Linked DNA regions of Mus musculus: region 2 is linked to region 1. A link is a contact called in public Hi-C data. All regions are on one chromosome and are shown on one strand. The core of a region is the stretch at or near the end of the contact, and the rest is flanking DNA. Distances in the headings are between cores, read along the strand shown. Region 1 overlaps Gm33597 (a long non-coding RNA gene). Region 2 overlaps Bnc2 (basonuclin 2).

Region 1 (4,125 bases), core at 603-3,102:
CTTGACTTTAACTGCAGTCCAGTGAGGTCACATGTAGAGTTTTCCTCAGTCTGGCTGTTTGTCATTGTAGTGGCCCACCATATCATCTCTCTCTTCCTCCTCCCCCAATCCCCACCATAGAGAGACTTTGTAAGGACTGCTGTGTCTGGAAGGCATGGCACTCTTCACCATCTGCTTCCATCTTTGGAAGAGGACGTCAACCTGGGCAGGGGATGGAGGACATCTTTGTGTCCTGGGGCTGATTCTGAGGCAGTGCCTTCCTACACCAGCTCTCTTCAATGCCTTGAAAAACCAGGACAGGGAGGCAGAGACAAGAAATGAGTCAGCGGCTTGTGTCCTGTCCTTGCCTCTCCCCTCAACCCCAGGGAGTGAATACCTCAGTTCCCAAACTCTCTGAGTCAGGAAGGTCACCCTGAGGACATCTGCCTGTTTGTCTGAAGCATGCCAAGCAAGAAACAGCTGCTGAGAATAGCCCAGAAGGCATCACTTCCTGTCTGCTTAGGAGACCAGTCCAGGTGCACCCCAACCCTCCTTCCCAACTCCTGCTACACTGGGCAAGAGGCTTTAGAACACAGAAAGGCATTGGCCACCTGATTCCATTCCAGAGACCCAGACCAGGGTCCTGGAGAGGTCCTGCCAGCATCTTCTCCCAGGATGCTAAGCATCAGAATTACCAGAAAGGAGGCAGGGCATGGAACGTCTCAAACCTTGGAGGCACAGGGCACTGGCCCAGTATCCAAATCTGCTTGGACTGTGTCATTGACCTCAGGCAAACCTTTCCACCTTGTTACCCGTTAAGCCCCAGTTTCCTCCTTTCTAATGTGCCCCCACCTCCCTGGCAGAATAAATGTTTCTCTTCCAGGGAGCCGGGAGCATATGATACATAATTTAATCTGGGCACTTCAACTATACTATGGTTGGCTAATTATGTCTCTCTCTCCCTACAGGCCATCAATGTCTTAAGGCAGGAGGCACCTCTCAGTCTCCCCTGGTACCCCTTTTAGCCCTGAGCCTCCATCATCTTGTCTTAGTTGACTGAACACACTGGAGGATTCTACCAGAAACAGCCACATTTCTCACGTCTTAAGATGCCCACATTGCATATCTACCTGCTGCAATGCCTGTGAAGAGACAGTCCCTGCCCCCACGTAGGACCAGAGGACAGTAATTGGAAATGTCCTCTGTGCCACAGATCTCTGTCCCACCCCTCCCACCTACTGCTGCTGAATCATTTTCTATCAATGGCCTAGTAGTGTCCCATTGACCGATGAACCCTGTAGGGCCCAGAATGCATAGCGTCTCTCATGAGCGATCGGGAGGATTTTGTCTGGACTGAAGAGGTGTGCTCGGCAGAGCCGTTCTGAGGGAAGCTTGTGAGGAGTGAGGAGAAGGCAAGGAAATGGCTAGAAGCAGCACTCGCTTCCCAAGATGCTGTGAGAACTGAGGCACGTCATGGGAGCCCTCAGAATTTGTGTCGATCTCCTGTCGAGGCTGACTTGCGATGGCATTCCTTGGCACCGTGGCCTTGAACTGTGAGTGGACAAGGGAAGCTTTGAGGACTATGTGAAGTTGAATTTGAGCATCCCAATGTGACTGTACTTCCTGATAGAATCTTTACAGAGATGATGTTAAATGAGGTGGCAAGGCTGAGGTCTTTAATACTGAGGATTTCTCAGTACATGTGCACAGAGGAAAGGCATCACGAGGGCCCAGGGAGCAGGCAGCCACCTGCAAGTCAGGCTTGGTCACCAGACACAGACCCTATTGCCACCTTGGTCAGACATATAGCTCCAGACTGTGAGAAAACAAACATCTGCTGTTTCAGCTGCCAGGCTGTGGCTGCCTGCTGTGACAACCAAGCTGACTAATAGCATCGGGCCTCTTTGTGAGCACTGCCTGTCATACCCCTGCCCCAGGGGAGGGGCAGAAGTCACAATGCATGGGAAGAGGAGCAGGCTCTATTGAAATGGGGGTTTGTTTATAAGATGTAAAGTGAAGTGAGTGAAGAAGGTACCACTAGCTCTCTCCACAGGCCAGACACAGTGAGAATTTTAACTCCTACTTAGGAATTTTGTAGCATAGTAAGAAAGAGACCCAGTCATGGGAACAATAATCAGATGACTCAATGTTCAGTAGGATGGCCTTGGAGACCAACACGTAGTAGGGCGTACTAGTTTCCAGTACTGGGAGTTCCTGGGAGCCATGAATCAATCTCTCTTTCTCTCTCTCCCCCCTCTCTCTCGTGTGTGTGTGTGTGTGTGTGTGTGTGTGTGTGTGTGTGGTGTGCACTCAGCTCTTGAAGCCAAAATAAGGGCTAGAAGGAATTGACCAGGCTGTAGGCTGCCATGAGCATCCCAAGCCTCTATCTACATCCCCAGAGCAGGACCACTTAGAAGCTGAGGTAGAGACCAAGCCCAGGCGTGCTGCAATGACTCTGTTGGACCCTTGTACCTACTTGCACTCAGGTAGACAGTCTGGGGTGTTTATAGCCTCAAATGTTATGGGGACGTTGCCCTTCATGCAGGTCGCCTGCCTTCCTCCTCTGTACTTGGTCTTCAGCACTGTGTGCCTACCATCCCTCAAACCCTTACTCTTGCTTCATTTTATTTTTATTTTATTTTATTTTATTTTATTTTTAACAAGTGGAGCCAAACTTCTGGTGCTGAGTAGAACTTCCCATGTGAACTGTGGCTCCTTAAATGTGTTTCTCTCCCCTGATAATGTTGGGGGTGTGTGCATTACTAGGTCAGGGACATCAGAAGAAACATTCTGTGGCTTTTCCAGAGACTGGTCTCATCGCTGTTGATCACTTTATGGGTTAGGATTCACCATCTCAACTATGGGCAATATGAACAGTTCCTAACAACCACTTTCTTGTCACAGTGTTAAAATGTGTTTTAAAAACAATCCCAGTTCAGTCTAACAGCAAAGCTTCACACTGCCCCAGTGCTCCAGATGAGCTCTAAGCAGTCGAGGGGGCTGTCGGGAACTTCTTTCTTATTCCCCTTCCCCCTCCTTTGCTACTGCCTGCAGTCCTGGCTTCTTGGAGTGGGGGGAGGGGGGAACGAATGCACATTCTTTCTATGTGATTGGTTGTAGTGTGTCCATGGGAGCCATAGGTGCCCAGGTGGATCCCTCAGGGTCCCCTGCTGTGTCTTTCCTTGGCCTGAGAGACACAGCTCCATTGACATGCTCTAACCTGTCCTAGTCTCTGGGCCACCTCCATCTATTTTGTTGGAGTCACCTTGCCTCTGGCAGGGAGTCCTCTTAGCTGGAGACCTTGTCAAAACCAGATCCAGCTTACAGAAGCTTTGCCTGGCCCATGGGAATCACCTGCTTCCTCTCTTCACGCCGGCTTCTGTCCTGGGCTCACTCAGCTTCCTTGCACTAAGACTACGATCTCTGTAGGACTCATCAGAGCTGAATTCAGCTTCTTCCTATGGGAACCCCCCACATCTGTCGGGAACTGGGGAGCCCCTCTCTCTGCTGCAGAGAAGTCGTGGAGGGTCGCTGGGTGTTTTTCCTCTCAGGGATCATTCCCACAAGTCTATCAGCAGTCCTCTATGCTGAGAGGAGAAAGGGCGGCCTAGGAGAGCACTGTTCTTCAGCTCGCTGCCTCAGGAGTGTGCAGAGGATGTAGCCTCTCGGGCATTTGTAAGTGGCTATCTAAAGGTTGTGTTTTGTTTTTACCACAGCCTTAAACACTCACAAAGTGTGTACTTTCTGGTATGTTGAACCTTTGGTTTAGAAGTTTTTGTTTTTGTTTGTTTGTTTGTTTGTTTGTTTTATCAAAATCCTCTTGTAAAAGTTTTTTTTTTTTTTAAAGAAGGCCTCAAAATGATGATGATGACGATGCTAACCTGCTAAACTGAGACTTCTATTTAAAAAAATGAAATTTGGGCTTTCTCTTTTCATTTTGATTATCCATACTTGTGATGTCCTGGAGACATCTGCATTTTGACCTGAAGATAAGCAGGTGGGCAGACAGGCTGATGGACAGGTGGGAAGGTGGGAGGTAGGCAGACAAGGAGGTGGGCAGGTAGGGGTTGGGCAGGAGGGCAGGCAGAGAGGGTGGGCAGGAGGGCAGGTGGGGAGATGGGCAGGTGGGAGGAACAGGGGTTTGCA
Region 2 (4,213 bases), core at 243-2,742, 260 kb before region 1:
AAACAAACAAACAAACAAACAAAAAGCTTAATATCTCCCTGTGGCTTCTCTGTGGCTCTGTGTGCTGTTCTTATTTATGGGTAGCTGTGGTCTTTCAAACCTGAGTGGATTTCCCTCATTTGCCTTGTCTCATTGAGGAAGGTGTGGTGCCATCTTTCTGGCCCGAGCCAGCTCTAGTGATAGATTTGATGAACGGTTGCTTTGGACCTGGCCCTCACCAAGTGCACCTGAATTCACTAAGAATGAATTTAAATCCCAAGGGTCAAAGTTGCACTTCATGTGGCAATTCTTAGCTGCATAAAAACAAACAAAAAATATCCATAGAACTGTGGTATAAACAAAAAAAGAAGATGTAGTGTTGTTATGACTTTTGGATTAGATTACTGCTGAACCAAGCGTCTTTTTGACACAAGCTAAAAATAACGTGTTTGGCTAATTAGGCGATAAAAGCAAACATCAAAGGCAGACCTTTCCGTTAGTCCTACACTGGCTTCCTTGTATTTAAAACGCTAGCCAACAAATAAAGTGTTTGACCGTTGTTATTATTCGTTTTTAGTTGAGACTTAGTGGAAAACAATATCCCTAGGTATTTGTTTTTCTCAGCTTGATACTTAACCCTACTACCAATCACTAAGTAATAGTGAAATGTAACAGCTACTGCCTTGTCACAACAGACACTTAAAAACGATTTCTGCTTTTTCCACATTAACACGTCTAGATTAGGAAAGTGGAGCATATCTCTCCCTTTCAGTGATATTTATTCATGGGAATGATGGTGTGCAGCAAGAAAAAGTGCGTGCATGTAAAAATACCTTCAGCTTGCCAGGGAGGTTGCTTTATTTTTTTTTTTTTCCAGAATGCTCTTGATTTACAAGTGAAACTTACTCTTGTGTGAAGGGCAAATTTAAATAGTAGGAATTCATGCGGTCACTAGTGAGACATCAGTTGAAAAGTCTGGGTGTTGTTTTCTCTGTGTGGTTTCAGGTGTGTGTGTGTGTGTGTGTGTGTGTGTGTGTGTGTGTGTGAGAGAGAGAGAGAGAGAGAGAGAGGGGGGGGGAGAGAGAGAGAGAGAGAGTGTGTCTGTCGGTGAGCATCCGTGTTTACTGTCATTCCTTGCCCACTCTGTCCCCTCTCTTACTCAGATACATGTATATAGGCCACCTTCAGTCAAGGCATGTGACCCGTCCCACATGTGTCTCTGTATGTGTCCACATCCGCTCCTTTTATTGCTTTCTTATGGCATTCTGCTTTACAAAGTGACATTTTCTGAAAACAGTATGTTTTTACATTTTGTGGGGTTTTCTCCTTATCTCTGTAATTCCTGAGACTTTTTCTAAACAAGATGCCTGGCATTTTCTAAGGACAGAGCAGAGACAGAGCCGCCCCGAGCAGGCAGACACACTTACATTGCTTGTGGTTTTTCAATACAGCTGCGTTCAAATGGGCCTGCCTTTTCGGCACTGGTTCCAGTGCCAAAGTCAGACTGTCACACAGCTGGTAGTACTTACTGTACTTGCGGGAAACTATGTGATTCATTAGTTGGAACCGTATGGTTTTCACCAGTTCTGGTCATGTTTTTGTTAGGATGTGGTAAAAACATAAGCAGAGGGTGAAGGGACAATGGAAGCATGTGACTTGTTAAGGACTGGCCCCAACCCATTATTAGTTAAATTGTTCACCATAAAATGTCCTCTGTACCTCATAAGACAAATGACTTAATTTTTTATTCTTCAGTTGAGGTCATTTAGTCATAAGTAGTAAAAATTATCAACACTAAGCTCTTTTTGTCTTTTTTTTTCCCCTTTCTGCAAAGTATCATGATCCATTTAAACCCCAAACTGTAATATGAAGAGAAGTCATGCAAGTAAAAGATATTAATTTGCTGAAAAATGTCCATGACGGGTGAAGAACTTTTAACTGGAGTGAACTCTCGCTACTGATAAAATATGAGTGTGGTATTGCAGTTAATAAGAAACACTGCTAATACCACAGGATATGTGGAGAACAATAAACGGGAGTTCCTTTGTCCAAGCTCACTAGAGTTTATGGGTGGATGAATGAGTCTTTCAAATATTTTTGTCACTAATAGAGTTGGACTAGGGTGTTTGCAGTGTTTGTTACTGGGGTTGTGCAGAGCCGCTGGGCTGCACTGTGTCGCCCCTTAGCCCTCTATGGGGTAGTCTTTGAGACTGAGTGTTTCACACCTGCATAGGGTGAACTACAGCCACAGTAGAGTGGATTCTGCAGATGGTGTATTGTCTGTGCATAGGCATTTGCTTTCAAATTCACGTTCCTTTGAATCCTCCCAACGCTGTACCTTTGCCCCCTCTCTCCTAATCTACTATTGCAAAGGTGACATTTTTGAAGTCTTTGTGGGTAGTCTATTGGCAGATTATGCGTCCACCCTCTGACTCCGTTTTCTAACCGTTTCCTTTTAGAGCTCTGCACCGTTCATGCCTCAGCACATATGCTCCTGCAGTTGCGGCACTCTGCAGAATTAGAACCAGGTCTGTCTCTGACAATTAGCTCAACTGGCTACAGCATAAATAAAGGAATGCGCTCAGGGGCTGTAGTCTGTGACATGGTTTAACAGAGCGTAAAAAGGTGCATCTGTTCCCTGCCCACATTCAGTCGCCTCACTGTCACTGGGAAGTTATCGACACGGAGACATGCCTGTGCTGTTTGGTAAACAAGCGGCAGGTATTAAATTAATGGGGCTGTGAGCGTGTGCAAGTGCTGCTTTATTAAAAGCTCTGCTTTCCGGACTCACTGCTGGGCCACAGGCCGCCACTAGAGTATCTATTAAGATGACTCATGGCAGGGAATACTTCAGCACTTTGTACTCATTTCTAGGGGGGACCATTGACCTCTGGAAGCCTGATTAGGGAGAAAGGGAACAGAAGAAAGGTGGCCAGTGAACAATTGACACAGAGTTAGTAGACTGAGCCAGAAACAAGGGGAACTGAGAGCAGCACAGAGCTAGGCTGAGGTGTAAATCGGACTTTGGAATCCAATCCCAAGTTGCAGCTGGTGTTTCGTTGTTAGTTTCTCTTGCTTTTGTACCTAACTCTCCTCATGGCTGATACTTGATGTGAGTTCTGAGATGAAGAAGGACTACCTGGGAAGTGTACCTTTCGTTACCTCTCCTGGGTAGGCAATGAAATTCTGGAATTTGCTTCCAAGTCATTCAGTTAGACATTTGTTATATCTTTGAGCATTTGTCTGACTTTGCATTTAATATTTTAATGGTAAAACAGTACGTATATGTATATATATCATATATGTATGTATGCATGTGTATATATGTGTTTTTGTATATATACATGTGTATAAATATTATATATCTATGTATACATGTGTATATATGTGACTATATGTATATATGTGTATATTCATATGTATACACACATACATGTGTGTATTCATGTGTGTATTTGTATGTATATACATATGCATGTGGATATATACACATGTATATGCATATACATACAAATATATATATACACACATGCATGTATATATATGTGTGTGTGTTTCTGTGTGTGTATATCTATCTATCTATCTATCTATCTATCTATCTATCTATCTATCTGAGTATGTGTGTGTGTGTCTATGTATCTTCACACATAGATATATATGTGGTCTTTTGCTTTCACGTAGTGACACAATAATTGCCAAGGTTTGTTTTATCCCAGCTTCAGAATTCTTCATTAGAGTGTGACATGTAGCTGAATATGATGCCATGATGAGTGGCTCTGTATTCCCATTGTCTTATCCTCTTTAAGCATTCTGAAGACATACTGAGTGAGGTCTGTAGGCAAACATAAGAAAGTAGTACTTGGTGTGCACATCTGTGCTGAAGAGGCCATTATTTAAGAAGGCTCTCTGCTTTCTTCCTAGGTATGTTTCTTTTTAGGGCCCCAACTATCTGCTCATCCATTAGAAGATGATGTAATGCTAACGGTATCTCACCCCTACACAATTTGAAACAAAAAATGATTCCAGTTGGCCAGACTTAATGTGAATGACCAGAAGGCGCTATGCATTCTCCGTTGTATTTGAAGAGTGCATCTTGGAATCTCTTTTCTGGCTTCCCAGCCTTTTGGTTCTCATCCTGGAGATCTTACAACTGCACCTGCATGCCTGCTGTCCAGCCTCATCTTTAACTGCAAACTTCCATTACAGAATGATGTCTGGGTAGAGGAGTGGAATG

The links. Hi-C and Micro-C count contacts between places; a contact is called where the count stands out from the background.
Region 2: a Hi-C map of myocytes shows a contact between it and region 1, with 2.4 times the contacts expected there. The contact joins two enhancer-like sites. A contact is called at or near these places in 3 of 484 Hi-C or Micro-C datasets (the C2C12 cell line, embryonic stem cells and myocytes).

The regions. Positions count from the first base shown.
Region 1 is chr4:84,200,153-84,204,277 of GRCm38.p6, reverse strand. All of the region lies in intron 5 of Gm33597 (a long non-coding RNA gene), which reads left to right. Among named protein-coding and RNA genes, the nearest start is that of Gm33597, 19 kb to the left of the region's middle. Within about 2 kb of position 1,852, at least 72 of the 459 cell types and tissues checked have an H3K27ac peak or open chromatin away from gene starts, as enhancers often do. A contact at or near this core is called in the C2C12 cell line and myocytes, where this site is marked.
Region 2 is chr4:84,455,035-84,459,247 of GRCm38.p6, reverse strand. All of the region lies in intron 3 of Bnc2 (basonuclin 2), which reads left to right. Among named protein-coding and RNA genes, the nearest start is that of Bnc2, 220 kb to the left of the region's middle. Within about 2 kb of position 1,492, at least 49 of the 459 cell types and tissues checked have an H3K27ac peak or open chromatin away from gene starts, as enhancers often do. A contact at or near this core is called in the C2C12 cell line and myocytes, where this site is marked.